Regions from separate parts of the Rattus norvegicus genome. Here region 1 is linked to region 2. Evidence: chromatin contacts called from public Hi-C data. All regions are on one chromosome and are shown on one strand. Each heading gives the region's core, a stretch centred on a gene start, on an enhancer-like site or on the middle of the called end of the contact. The rest is flanking DNA. Distances are from core to core; before and after follow the strand shown. Region 1 holds the start of Mrfap1 (Morf4 family associated protein 1). Region 2 holds the start of Wfs1 (wolframin ER transmembrane glycoprotein).

Evidence for each region. A called contact is a pair of places that touch in the nucleus more often than the background predicts.
Region 1: a contact with region 2 is called in a Hi-C map of liver, with 4 times the contacts expected there. The contact joins the promoter of Mrfap1 here to the promoter of Wfs1 in region 2.

The regions. Positions count from the first base shown.
Region 1 is chr14:78,223,945-78,230,558 of GRCr8, forward strand. Mrfap1 (Morf4 family associated protein 1) reads left to right here and starts at 3,281. Exons shown (of 2, transcript NM_001009264.2): 1 at 3,281-3,790; 2 at 4,040-5,058. The coding sequence starts at 3,403. The coding sequence ends at 3,780.
Region 2 is chr14:78,032,685-78,039,677 of GRCr8, forward strand. Wfs1 (wolframin ER transmembrane glycoprotein) reads left to right here and starts at 2,521. Exons shown (of 8, transcript NM_031823.1): 1 at 2,521-2,532.

The sequences.
Region 1 (6,614 bases), core at 2,031-4,530, 190 kb after region 2:
GAGTACGTGAAGAGGCCAGAAGAAGACCCCAGATGGGCTGCTCTAGCTTCTGTCTTTCTCCAAGTTATTCCTTTGAAACAGGATCTCTCCTGGACCTGGTGCAGAGTTGGTGGCCAGCAAACCTCAGCCATCCACCTGCCTCTACCACCTCCCTCCATTTCCCTACCCCTACATGCGTGTGCGCATACACACACACACACACACACACACACACACACACACATACACACACATACACACACACACACTCAATGTGCTAGGTTTATAGTCATGAGTCACTACCCCCTTTGGGTCTTTGCATTTGCACAGCAAGTGCATGACCTCCCAGCCAGCTTCCCAGTCTGTCCCATCCCCTTTCACACCATTTTTTCACAGAGCTTTCAGGTTCCCCAAAAAAGTGGAGCAGAAAGTGCAGAGTTCCCACACATGCCAGACATTCCCTACCAACAACCTACACCCCTGGATCATTGTTACACTCAATGAGCCTACAGCGTGCAGTGCTATCGGTAAAGTCTCTGCTTCTGTTATAGTGCACACTTAGTGTTGGAAACTGTGGGCTCGGACAAATGTGTTCTGCCATTCAGGCACCATTACTGTCTCTCAGAGCAGGGTCACTACTAGCCTCCATACTCTCTCTCTCTCCCTCTCTCCTGAAAATACACCCATCTTTCTGTATCCCCATTCTGTCCTTTCTGGAAGGTCAAGTAGTTAAAACCATGTGATTGATGTACAAGAGGTTTCCTCTGTTTAGTAGCAGTTAAGACCCAGTGAGTCTTTTCATTTTTCGGTTGCTTACTCCTTTTAGTGCTGAATAATATTCCATCATTCATTCACCTACAGAAGACCGTTTGCTTCGAACTTTGGGCAGTAACAAACAAAGGAGCTGTAAACATTATGTACCTGACTGTGGCAATGCAAATATCTCACATTCTAAGAGACTGAAACATTTGCTCAACAGCCAAAGTTAATAATATACCTTGGGGTCACTTAAGACTGCTAGCCTACTGTGTACTCAAACTGTTGGTATAACTTCCCTTTAAGGGAACAATGTAACAATGAACCTCACTTGCCCTGAGCTTTCAATGTAATCAACTTTTACAACCTAAGCTAATACATAGATAACCTTAAATTATATACTCTTCCATGCCCCTGACCCAGACAAAACAGCAAATACGGAAATTGAAAGCAACGTCCTAAAATCTACCATGAAGTTTGAAAGCAACTGTTTATGGTTATTGTTTGAAAATAATGATGTTGGTGATGTGGGTCCGTGGGATCAGTTGGTGCCAGTGACTTAATCCCTTCTCAACGATTTCTACAAAGTGTCCCATACTTTCCCCATGTGATGCTCTCAAAGTCCCTCAGTAAAGATAGAGCAACACCCTCTGTTAGGGGCAGACACACCCCTCACAGAAGAGACAACGCACAGACAGACACAGAGCGCCCACAGACAGACACAGACACAGAGAAAAACGAATCCCAAGGTAGCCTTTAGGCAGGCACAAATTTAGACTCACTCAACAGACAGGCAGAGGACAGACAACGCAGGGAGCATGAAGAGGACAATTCGAATCTGGACTCACTCCTAGTTAAAACAACTCCAAGGGGAAATGCTTCTGTTTCTTTCCTTCATGTGATGCTGATACGTTATTGATAACTCAGAGTGAATCATTGACGTGTATAATCCATGCGCAGGGTTTTGTGTGGATTTAGGGGTTCAATTAATTTGCTGTGTTGAACAGTAGAAGCTGTCTTGGTTCTAGAGATCACATTCCCACTGATTAAGGGGAGAAGAGAGGTAAAGAGGGGGAAGGAGAGGGAGAGTGGGAGAGGGAGAGGGAGAGGAAAAGGGTTTCCTGGGATCGATGCTTTCTAGCCTTTCCCTGGGTCAGGGTTCTGCAATCTAACTATCCTAATGCAGCGTGCAACAGAACCTCACTGTCCTCTGAACCATTTACTCTCATTCATGTTCTTAATTGCAATAGCTTCCATGCTGTCAAGAAAACCTAAAGGCTGGATTTTTTTTTTTTAAATTAAAAGCCACGGAACATATGGGCTGGAGAGATGACTCAGTGGTTAAGAGCACTGACTACTTTCAGAAGTCCTGAGTTCAATTCCCAGCAACCACATGGTGGCTCACAACCATCTGTAATGGGATCAGATGCCCTCTTCTGGTGTGTCTGAAGACAGCTACAATGTATTTACTTATGTAGAATAAATAAATAAATAAATAAATAAATAAATAAATAAATTGAAAAAAGCCACTGAGTGTGAAGAGTCCAGTTAAAGATATGCATTTTAAATATGCCTATGGTTGGTATTTGCAAAGTGGTTTCATGACTCCTGGTTGGAAAACCAGCGAGATACATGGTTCATATTCTTGAGAAAGTGCTGTCTGATCAAGAGACTAAGAATTCGGCATCTTCCCTTAAAGTTCAGTGTTGAGTAATTGTTTGACTACGACAACTTCTGTCCTTTCCACATCAGGTGATCACCAACTGAACTTTGGGTCAGCTGGGACCTCAGAACGCATCAGACAATAGTTTCACCTCAGGAAGCCAGGAGCTCTGTCTGGTAAAAAACACCCAGGCACTCATCAATCAAGATAAGATAATTACACTTAAATTAATCAAGAGGCGGAGCTATGAGCAGTATGACTGTCCACACTGTGGATTTCCAATTTTCCTCCTTCCCAGTTTTGGAAAGCTGTTTTTTGTTATTGTTTGCTTGTTAATTTTGTTTTGTTTTGAAACAGGGTCTCACTACTGGATTTCACTATGTACACTAAAATGGCCTCAAACTCAACAATCTGCCGGCCTCTGCGTCCCAGGTGCTGGGATTGCAAGCAGGCTCGTTCTTTTACGTTTCTTCCTTCCTTTCTTTTTTTTTTAAAAGTAAATTTGTCAGACATGGGAAGGTACGGCAAGAAGATTGCTCAGAGTTCAAGATCAGTTTAAGCCAAATAATTGAGTTCCAGGACAGCCTTGCTACAACGTGAGGTCCTGTTTCAAAAGGTAAATAAATAAAATCAGAATAAGAAACAATGAGGAGTGAACTTGGCATCATTCAGAGAAGAGTGCATCACCAAGAGCTTTAGAGGTGTGACGAGCTGATGTTTGCGCGCGGCCGCGGAGGCGCTTGCTCCGCCCCTTCATGGACGTGCGCGCGCCCGCACCTCGCACCGCGGCCGTAAAGAGGGGCGCGGCTGTGTCGTGAAAGTGGTCGCAAGGCGCAGAGCTCTGGTTGACGGTTGGGACTCCATTTTGTTCGCCGCTCGTCTGCTTCGCAGCCGCTCGTCTCCGTGGCTTCTCCGAGGCAGAAAGTTGGAACAGCGGCGGAAGTTTTGAAGACTCGGCCCGAGCTCGGTCACTGAGTGTCGTGCAGACAAGCAAAGCAGCGGAGATGCGGCCCCTGGACGCAGTGGAGCTGGCGGAGCCCGAGGAGGTGGAGGTGCTGGAGCCGGAGGAGGACTTCGAGCAGTTTCTGCTGCCCGTCATCCACGAGATGCGCGAGGACATCGCGTCGCTGACGCGCGAGCGCGGACGCGCGCCCGTGCGCAACCGGGGCAAGCTGTGGGAGATGGACAATATGCTGATCCAGATCAAGACGCAGGTAGAGGCCTCTGAGGAGAGCGCTCTCAACCACCTGCAGGGCGCGGGCGGCGCCGAGCCCCGCGGCCCCAGGGCGGAGAAGGCCGACGAGAAGGCGCAGGAGATGGCGAAGATGGCCGAGATGCTGGTGCAGCTCGTGCGGCGGATAGAGAAGAGCGAGTCTTCGTGAGCCGTCCGCGGTAAGGGCGGGAGCCTGGTGGGGCGTGGGCGACTGAGGGGAGGAGGCTGGCTTGTCGCCCCGGAGTAAACTAGGCCCCTCTGGGGAAGGTGTATAGCAAATTGTCGGTGGGGAGACCCTGGAAGATTCCAGATTGTGCTGGAAAGCATGAGGCCCTGAGCAAGGCAATCTCCAGGAGGGTCCGGGTGTTTGCTCTACTGTCCTGCGTGATTAACCTTTCGGTGATGCATCTCTCCCGCCCGTGCTTTAGGTTTCCAGCCAATGGATTCTGGTTGAGTGATGGCGATTGGCTGACATGACACCCTGGAGAAGCTGAAACCAGAGAGCCTTTGTTTTCCTTTTTTCTTTCTTTATTTTTTTTTCTTTTCCCCTCTGTCTTCACTCTGTTCTCACTGACACTACGTTTCTGCTATGGTCTGCGGTTGACGACCTCGATATGAGTTTTTGATTATTCAGTGGTTCCTTTTTTTTTGTTTGTTTGGGGAAAATAACTTTGATTTGGAAAATGCGCTCACATACGGGAATTAGGGCCTAGATTGTAAGCCCTGTGGCAGTTGAATAACGTTCATTCCTGGGCTTTGGTTGTTGTTCCTGAATTTTGAGGTGCTTTGCTCTTTCTTGGGTGACCTGATAGCTCCCTGAACTTTGGGTCCCTGTGACACTTGAGACTTGGAGTTGGAGCTCACCGCCTCTGAAAGTTCTGAAGAAGCTGCGTTAATTCTAGAAGAGGACTCCATGCAGCAATGGCAGAAGAAGGGCCCAGACTTCATCTGGGACTGTGGATGGGCCTTACACGGCTAGGACTGATGACCTGGGAGAAGGGTCGGAGGATTGTATTGTTTCTATGGGGGGACTTTAATTTCTGTGTGAGACCAAAGGAGGAGAGATGTATTTTGTGCAAATTTTAAATTTTATGTGCTACACTATCTATTATAACCTGCCTGATGAGTTTGTTGGGACAGCCTAACTCATTTTTAAATGAAACGGAACCCGGTATGGGAGATGAGGTCTTGTTCGTCTGTACAAGTTGGTATCCCCATATATTTGAGGAGATCCTGGGCGTAAAATGAAAGATCCTTGCAATACCCTTTGTGTACTGAGAAGGAAAACCTGCAATGGACCCAAAACTTCAAGGAAGAGGCGTCTTCAAGGTTCATATGTAGTCAAGCTATAAATGTGTGGCAGACCTGATAAGCATTTGAGGTCAAAACCCTTACCATGTTGAAAACAAAATCTTACATGTTAATAAAAGTATCGTTTGCTTGAAAAGATAAGCCCAGAGAGTTATTAAGTCTTCATTCAGCGGCCTGTGCTTAGTTTGCATGAACGTCCTCTAGCTTTGGGAGCTCTGGGTGAGCAGAAGGGAACTTCTGGCTCTGGCTACTGTAGGATAGGAGATTCTCCATTCCTAGTAGGAAGTACGTAGTCTTAGCCTCTGAGACCAGTCCTTTAGCTTGACTCCTGCTCTTTAGCTGTCTTGCATGGAGACAGTAGTGTTGATACACCGTAGCAGGCAGCAGCCACAATGTATCGACTCCCTTCAGACTAGAAGGGCTGGGTCCCCAGCTGCTGGGATTGACCCTCTATAGGAAATACCCCTACCAAACAATGGCTTTGGCCCATCTCTTTCCTGGGTGGCCCAAGTCCAAGGCCCTCCCTTTTAAGGACATCCCAAACATCTTTGCATTCTTGTGTCTGTTGAGGGAACTGAGGCCCAGCCTAACTTCTGACTGCTCAGTGTGTTCCTTCCCAGGGGTGATCATTGAACTTCACCTGTATGGTCTTAGTGCTGCTTCCTGGAGTAACTTCTGATCTCTTAACAGACGCACTTGCCTTCGATCATGACAAGCAGGTGTAGGAGGGTTTTCCAGAGCGCTGTTTCGATAAGCTTGGCCTTGGATAAGCACAACTTCAGAAGTCAGAAAGAACGGGGTGGGCCATGCACAGGGAAGTGAGACCAAGCACTGTGGTGTGAGTTCTAGTAGTGGGGTCCAGCAGGAATGGGACTCAGGAGGTAACCAGCAAAGGGCCATGTTTGGCACATAGCTGTAGACTTTATATGGATTTTGCTTTCCAATAACCCTTTACTGTCCAGTGTAGCACATTGCATTGGGTCGCTGGTTCTAAAGTGGATAGCCAGGGCCACAGATGGCTCGGTGGGTAAAGGCGAGCCTCCTGCCAGTCATAAGGAACTGATTTGTGATCTCAGGGACCCACATGGTAGAAGTCAGGCACTGAGCCTTGAAAGTGGTCCTCTGACCTTAACTTGCCCACTGTGACCTGTGCCCTATCTATACATACATATGTTTAAATTTTAAACAGCAAGAGAGATGGTTCAGCAGTTAGCACTTGCCCCTCTTGCAGAGGACCCAAGTTCAGTCCCCAATACCCACATGGCAACTCGCAACTGTCTAACCCTCAATTTAGGGGATTCAACACCCTTTTGAACGTCCAAGACATTGGCACATGCATGGCGCACACGCAAGCAGGCAAACATGCATAAAAAAAATCAAACACTTGTGACACAATTCAAGATAGAAGTGCTCTCCTTTCGTAAGCATTTAACAGCAATTTAATTATCTGACCTTACCAACAGTACATATATTTTAACATATGGTTCCTCCCAACCTTCATCTAGTTTTTAGACAGGTTTCCATTGTATAGCCCAGGCTGGCCTCACTCTGGATTCCCCTGGTGCTAGATAAGAGTGCACATAGCTTTTGGGAAAAAAACAGAAACAACAATAAACTGTGAAGCCTGACACCCCCGTACCCCTTCTAAAACCAGCTTGGAAGCCTCCCTATGTGAACATCTATGTCTTCGAG
Region 2 (6,993 bases), core at 1,271-3,770:
GTGTCCACTCTTTAAGTCATTGTCTAGTTTGCTAATTTGCCCTCACTCTCACTCTCACTCTCTCACTGTCCGTTTTAGGATTTGCCTGTGACTCTGTTCTTTTTTTTCCAGCTCCATGGAGAAGCCAGTGTGGTGCTGCATTCTGCGACCCCCTGAGCAGTCAGAGGCAGCTTTATCAAACCCTCTCTTCCCTTAGTCACAGGAGGATTTGTTCTATCCTTCCCATGAGCTTGCCCCATCCTGGCCTCTGTGTTGTGGCAGCTTGTGCAGCCTCCTGAGAGCCAGGCTGCTGTGTTGTCCTGGACGGTGGCCAGCAAGGAGTGGATGACCATGCTACGTGTGCTCTTAGAGGCCATAAAGAGTGAGTAGGCAAAGCCCAGCTAGCGCAGGCCTCTCTGTGCTAAGTCTTGCAAATGTGAACAGGATGTTAATTCCGCAGGGTGGGCCAAGCCCCAGCCATCCCAGACGGAGGGTAGGTGGGCCGAGTATAAAAACCAAGAACCAAAACCCAAAAAACTCACTAAATTGGTTTTTAAAGAACTTTTAAATGCTCAAGAGATAATTGGGAGGGAAGGGCTTCCCAGAAGGAGGAGGAGACAGGTGTGTGGCTTAGTTGTAGTTTGCAGGAGGTGGGATGGGGAGAGGTGGGAGGTGGGCACTGAGTCAGAGGAGGGAGAAGTTCTGGTTGTCACACAGTAAAGTGGCCCTGTGCTTATGGTGGTGTGCTGGGGATCTCAAAAATAGAAGAAAAACTTCACAGAGATGACGAATGCTTGAGCTGTGTCTACCCTGATTTAAATCTCTCCTCTCTCTCTCTCTCTCTCTCTCTCTCTCTCTCTCTCTCTCTCTCTCTGCCTGTGTTTGTGTGTGTGCTCCTCATACACCTGTATAACTTTCATGTGTCAGTTAAGCTACATTTATATTAGCTGTAGCAGACACTGACATTTGTTTCTAGCTGTGAAGTGTTCGGAGGAGGTGAAGACTTTAATGGGTGGTTAGGCCGTGAAAGGAGTTGAAGTCTTTTGGAGGGGGTGCACTAATTAGTTACAAAGAGTGGTGCCTTAGGTTTTTTACTCTTCTGGTGCCACCCACCCTTCTTTCTGTTCCCCTGCACATGTTGATGCAGGACAAGGCCCTTGCCACGTGCTATCTGATCCTGGCTTCTCCCACCCCCAGAACAATGAGCCAAATAAACTTCTTTCCTTTGCAAATTACCTAGTTCCAGATATTCTGTCATAGCAACAGAAAATGCATTAAGACAATTGGTTACCATGGAAATGTGAATTGCTATGGCAGGGGCCACTTTTCCTTTTCCATATTGGGAGGTTTTTCCTCCAGCAACTCACAGCAACTTGTTTTGGTAAGCCAAGGCTATAGTTCTGAAAAAGCCACTGCCATCTGGTGCTCCTGCTTCTTGAACTTGCCACTACACCCGCCCCCCAAAACAGACACCCCAAACTTAGGGGTGAACCTGAAAATCTTTGCTTCTAAAGAATCACTCTGCTGGGGCACTCTTCCTTCTCTGTGAGCCTAGCTGGGGTACTTGAGAAGATTAGACCCTGAGCAGCTGCAAGAGTCGAAGGATTTGGTGAATCCGTGCTTTACACGGGTTGTACTGGTTCAGTGGGCGGAGTGCAGCTCCCAAAGATGAACAGCCAGTGCGGTCTCAGTCTGAACTCTTGCTGCAGGTCACGAGAACAGGTTCTGTGCAATGAGGTGTGCGGTTCAGGAAAGGAACGAGCATGGAAACTGGACTGTAGCTTTCATCTCCAAACCACACCTCTCAGACACTCCGGAGGGGGAAAAAGAGGGAGGAGGCTTTCAACTGCCTGACTTTCCTTGCATTATCGCCTGGCTAATCTTTAAAGCGTGCTATAGTTTGCTTTTGGGGTTTGGTAGCACGTGCACATACTTGTGCCACACTTTTTTGTACTCGTTGCTACACTGGGGAGTCCTCCTCTGTGTTTCTCGATGCCCCGGAATTAGGACGCCTGGCACGAAGTGCGCGACGTTAGTCAGCATTGTAATAGCCGGTCTGAAGTCTGAAGATGGGGCCTCATGGTGCAGAGGCGGGCTAAAGGTGGCGCGAGTTTTGCTCCTGGGTCCAACCACCTGTTATTAGGCAGGCTCACGGGCTTTGGTCAGGAAAGGGACGTCCTGGAGGCGGGGCAGCAAGGGGGCAGGGCCGGGCCGAGTCCGCTTGGAAACTTTAAACTGTGGGCCGGCTGGACCCGCCCTCTCGGCGCCATCTGTCCTCCTGGCGCCCCGAGAGAGCCAGTCACAGCAAGGCGAGGCGCACCTTGATTCGCGAGAGCACATAGTGATTGGCAGGCATGTCGACCACTCAGAGGGACTCCTCCCTCTGAGTCGCTTCAGGAATGGAGGGTGGCAGAGGCCCCGCCCAGACCCCGCCCCCTTCCCAGGGCCGCGCTGAATGTAGGGCCGCGCGCTCCGCCTGTTCAGCTGGCCGCTGCAATCTCCGCGGTTTTGGAGGAACTTCGCGGCGGGCTGGGAGGCCCAGCACTGCGGCTGGTGAGTTTTTCAGGGTCGTTGTGCCATGGCCTTGGCATTGGCCTTGGGCATGCAGCATTGGGAAGGGTTACGGAGCGCTGGGACGCGTCGCTCTCCCGGCCTCAGTTTCTCCTGATGGGTGGCGGGGCCCCAAGTCTACTCCAAGTTGCTAGAAGTTGGAAGCCAGGACTCTCGCTGCTCCACGGAGCCCGAGGTGTCTACTGTCCCAACTGAGCCAGTTGTGTCCAAGCCGAGCGCCTCTCACTCAGCTCCGGAGTCCCGGCACTCCCGCAAATCTCCCCGCGACACCGCGCTGCGGATGGTACAGCGGGTCTGAGGCTGCCCACGCCCCAGAGCTGCCCCATCAAGACCTAAGTCCCCCGACCCTGCACAGGGCCATGCAGGACCTGATCCCTGGGGCGCGTGGGGGCTCAGCCCACCCGGGAGCCGCGTGACTGTTTCTCTCCCTCTTCGGGTTCTCAGTAAAGGAGGCAGGACAGCAGGAATCCTGGGGACCCTCCTGTAGTTATCCACCCTATTAGGAACCCGCTGGCCTTGATGTGGCCACCGGTTCTGGTATGCACCGCACCTTGAGGAACTTACGTTCTGGTCAGATGACTAGAAGCCTTCTGGAAAATCTTACCCTACACTTCTGGGTGTGATGGAACCGTGTCCTTTCACCGCATTTTGTTAGTTGATCTTATATGAGAGTCCAATAAAGCAGTGTTTTGGTTTCTTGGAACTAGCTCCCTGCCACCGCCACCCTCCACCGCGCCCTTGGACCCCTACTCCCAGGGGTAGGACTTACAGTTTCCATTTGACACCAGAGGCTCAGTAGATTTGGGACACCTAATGGACAGAGCTAATGAATCTCTGCTCCCCCCACCCCCCACCCCCGCCAGCAAGCAGGTAAGCAGGTGCAGCCCCTCCTCTGTCACCTTGAACAAAGCCCCCAGGAGGTTGGCTGGGACTTTACTCTCTCCAGGATCCATCATTCACTCAGAGCTGTGTTCTAGGTTCTTGAAGCCCATGGGGATCACAGTGGCTACCTTCCCTCTTCCCTCACCTGTTCAACCTCTGTCTGTCTGGTACTGATGACACTTTCATGTACTTTTCATCTGACTAGGAATCAAGAGAGAGTTTATGCTCCAGTTTCTTCCTGAATGTTCCTTGAACGTCCTCAGATACAGGCAGGATTGGGTAGAGACACCCCTCACCTTCCTTCCCAGGTGGAAATGTATGGAACGCCCCAGTACCAGCGGCCTCCCTTACACCTTCAGAAGGCTTGGGACTGGTCGCATTGGAGACGTAGCTTAATCGTGGCCCCAGAAACACATAAATATATGACAGATGCCACACACATTCTCGTCCCTGCTGGTAATGCGGTGGAGATGGGTAGGAGCCCTGTTCTCTATAAGATACCCCTTCTCTCATGTTTCCTACATTAGGAGGGGGCTAAAGCCCCCAGCCACATGCCAAGCCACTTGTAAGTTCCCACTTCTTAGTTCCCCTTACTGAATCCAGTTACAATCTCCCCTCCTTCTCGATGTGCTGTCTACCCCAGTGCTGCCCCTGTTGTAGGCTCCTCACTCTGCCTGGATGGCTCCCACCCTCCTCTCTGGTTTTCCATGGCTCCAATCACCCTCAATGGTTCTTACATTCCTCCGGCCTATGGGATCTCCTAGCCGGGCATTCCTCTGGCTCCAGGGGGCTGATGTCTGCCTATCTCTCAACCCCCCACCCCCAGGGAATGGGGTTATCTGATGTTGAAAATCTTCCTTTCTCTTCTGATTGTCCTGAAGGCTCAGCCAGGCCTCGGCAAAGTCCATAACCTGGCTTTTCCCATGGTTAAATGAGAACCATGCGTCTGCCCAGTCCATTTCCACGGCTTTTCCATCTCAGACAGTCTAACTAGATATCACCTTCCCACCAAGTTAGATGCTTACACGTTACCCGTGGGGCATCTTCTGCTGGACAGGGAGGCCCAGTGCCCCACGCAGCCAGCCCAGCGCAGGTGCCTGACATGATATCTTCACTGTCCACCATGGCAGCCCATGCCCCTCCCTGTTCACTCCCCCTCTGTTCCCATGAACTTGTCACCTTGGGAGAGCTGGACTGTTCCTTGGTTTGGACTTAATACTCTGGGCAAAAATAGGCACCTGGGAGCCATCAAGGGCTTCGTGACCTTGTCTTGAGGGTCAGTTCTATGCCAGAGGGCTGGGTTAGGCCAGGCCAGAGCAGACCTCACAGGCCAGGGACTTGGTCACTGGTGGAGTTTAAAAGAAAGCTTCATTTCAGCTCCCCGAATGCTCCACGTTCATTACAGAGAGTTAAGGAAATGAAATTTTAAAGCTAAAATAAAACCATCTCTGTTCCTTGCCCAGAGATAGCAAGTATTGTCATGGGGGAGGGACATTTCTTTCTTTTCCTACAGATAATTTTTTAAAATCCTAAATAGACCCAGGATGATTACCAAATCTATTTTAAAATCCTGCTTGATGATATTATGTTTTGTCTCCTGTCTTGGAATCTTTCTATACAAGACTGTGGTTAGAGGCTGTGCTGTGTCTTCGCCGGTCTCTTTGGACACTAAAGGATTGCTGTGGGGGATGCGTCTCTGTGCCAGCTCTGCAGGAGTACAGTGGGGGATTGGAAATGCTGGCTGTCTTGACTTCCCAGGATGTGTAACCAAGGGACCGAGAGACTGACACCTTTCCCTGCAGAACAGAATGGAGTTGGTCCAGAGGGATAGAGGGCTCCATGTAGTCCTATAGCCCTAGCCTTTGTAGATCGCAGTCAGGCAGCCTTCTCCAGGGTGGCCTCTCTGAGGATAGCCACTCCTCAGCCCAGCTTCTTGACGCTGGCATTTGTGTTTAGTTGGGATAAAAATATGCCTTGGCGTTCACAGGGAAAGAATGCCGGCCACTTTGTGTTTTGGGATCTTACTCAAAGATGGGTTCTAAGCCTCTGCTCTGGCCACTGTGGAGCTGGGGCCAGAGCTGGGTGATGAAGCTCTTCTTCCACAGCCAGGGATTTCCAGCCCTAGGGAGGGACTTGCCTAAGGTCATTCAGCCGTGAAGTCCCCAGTGTCCTGTGTGCCTCAGGTCTCAGCCTTCATTCATTAAGCCCTAGTGTATGCCCTGAGGTGCAGCTCCGTCTTCCCGGTTCACTCCAGCTCTAGGCAAGGCCTTCCCTTTGTGTCATGGCTGTGTCTTGTGTCTCTGTGACCAATAATTCCAGGAAATTGCTTTAAATTAACAAGCTCTGTGACCTAAACTAGGCTTGGCCTTCAACCCCAGAACCTAAAAATGAATTCCCCCGCATCCACCCTGCCTTGCCAGATTTCTTTTTTTTTTTTCTTTTTTCTTTCTTTTTTTTTTTTTTTTTTCGGAGCTGGGGACCGAACCCAGGGCCTTCTTGCCAGATTTCTTATCTTGTATAGTTTTGCTTTGGCTGCAGTGTGCTCACAGTAAGTTACCTAGGAGCGCGGCAGCCAGCCATAGCCTGCTTCCCTGACATTTCCTTTTTTTTTTTTTTTTTTTTTTTTGGTTCTTTTTTTCAGAGCTGGGGACCGAACTCAGGGCCTTGCGCTTCCTAGGCAAGCGCGACATTTCCTTTTATAAGGTGTTTTTCCCCTAAAGAAGAGGTGTTCATACTCAGGGGTGTGAGTCTGTGTGCACATGCCTCTGTGTGTGTGTGTGTGTGTGTGTGTGTGTGTGTGTGTGTGTGTGTGTGTGAGAGAGAGAGAGAGAGAGAGTTAATGTGTGCACACATGTGCATGCATTTATATGTATGTGTGTGCTCATGGATGTACATGTGAATGTTCTTCAGTCACTGTCCCCCTTGGTTTTTGGAGACAAGAGTCTATCACTGGCCTGGAGCTTGTCAACTAGGTTAGGCTGACTGACCTGCATCTCTGAGGATCAGCCTGTCTCTACGTCCACATCACTGGGATTGTCGAATAAGGCTTTTGTTTGTTTTCATTTGTTTGATTGTTTGATTGTTTAGTTTTCTTCCAGACAGCGTTTCTTTGTCTAGCCTTGGCTGTCCTGGAAATAGCTCTGTACACCAGGCTGCCCTTAAACTCAGAGATCCACCTGTCTCTGGCTTCCAGGTGCTGGGATTAAAGGCACAAGCCATCACTGCCCAGCAAGTTTTTTTTTTTTTTTTAACATTGGGACCAGGGACCTTATGCCTGGCAAGCATTTTACCAACTGAACGATTTCCCCAGTCCCCCATTTAGGGGGTTCATTTTGTTCTGTTTTGGTTTGTTTTAAAATGCCTCACCATTTACAGGTGACCCTTTCTTTTACCAAATCCCGTTGCACACTGATGTGCAACTGAGGCAGGGACTAAGCTAACCAGCCATCCTGTGGTACCTGTGGTTATGAAGTGATGTCCTGTTGTCAGGAAGGTGGTCTCTTCTCCATCACAGAAAGAAGGCTGGACAGAAGCCCTGAGGGCCTGTTTAGGACCTCAATA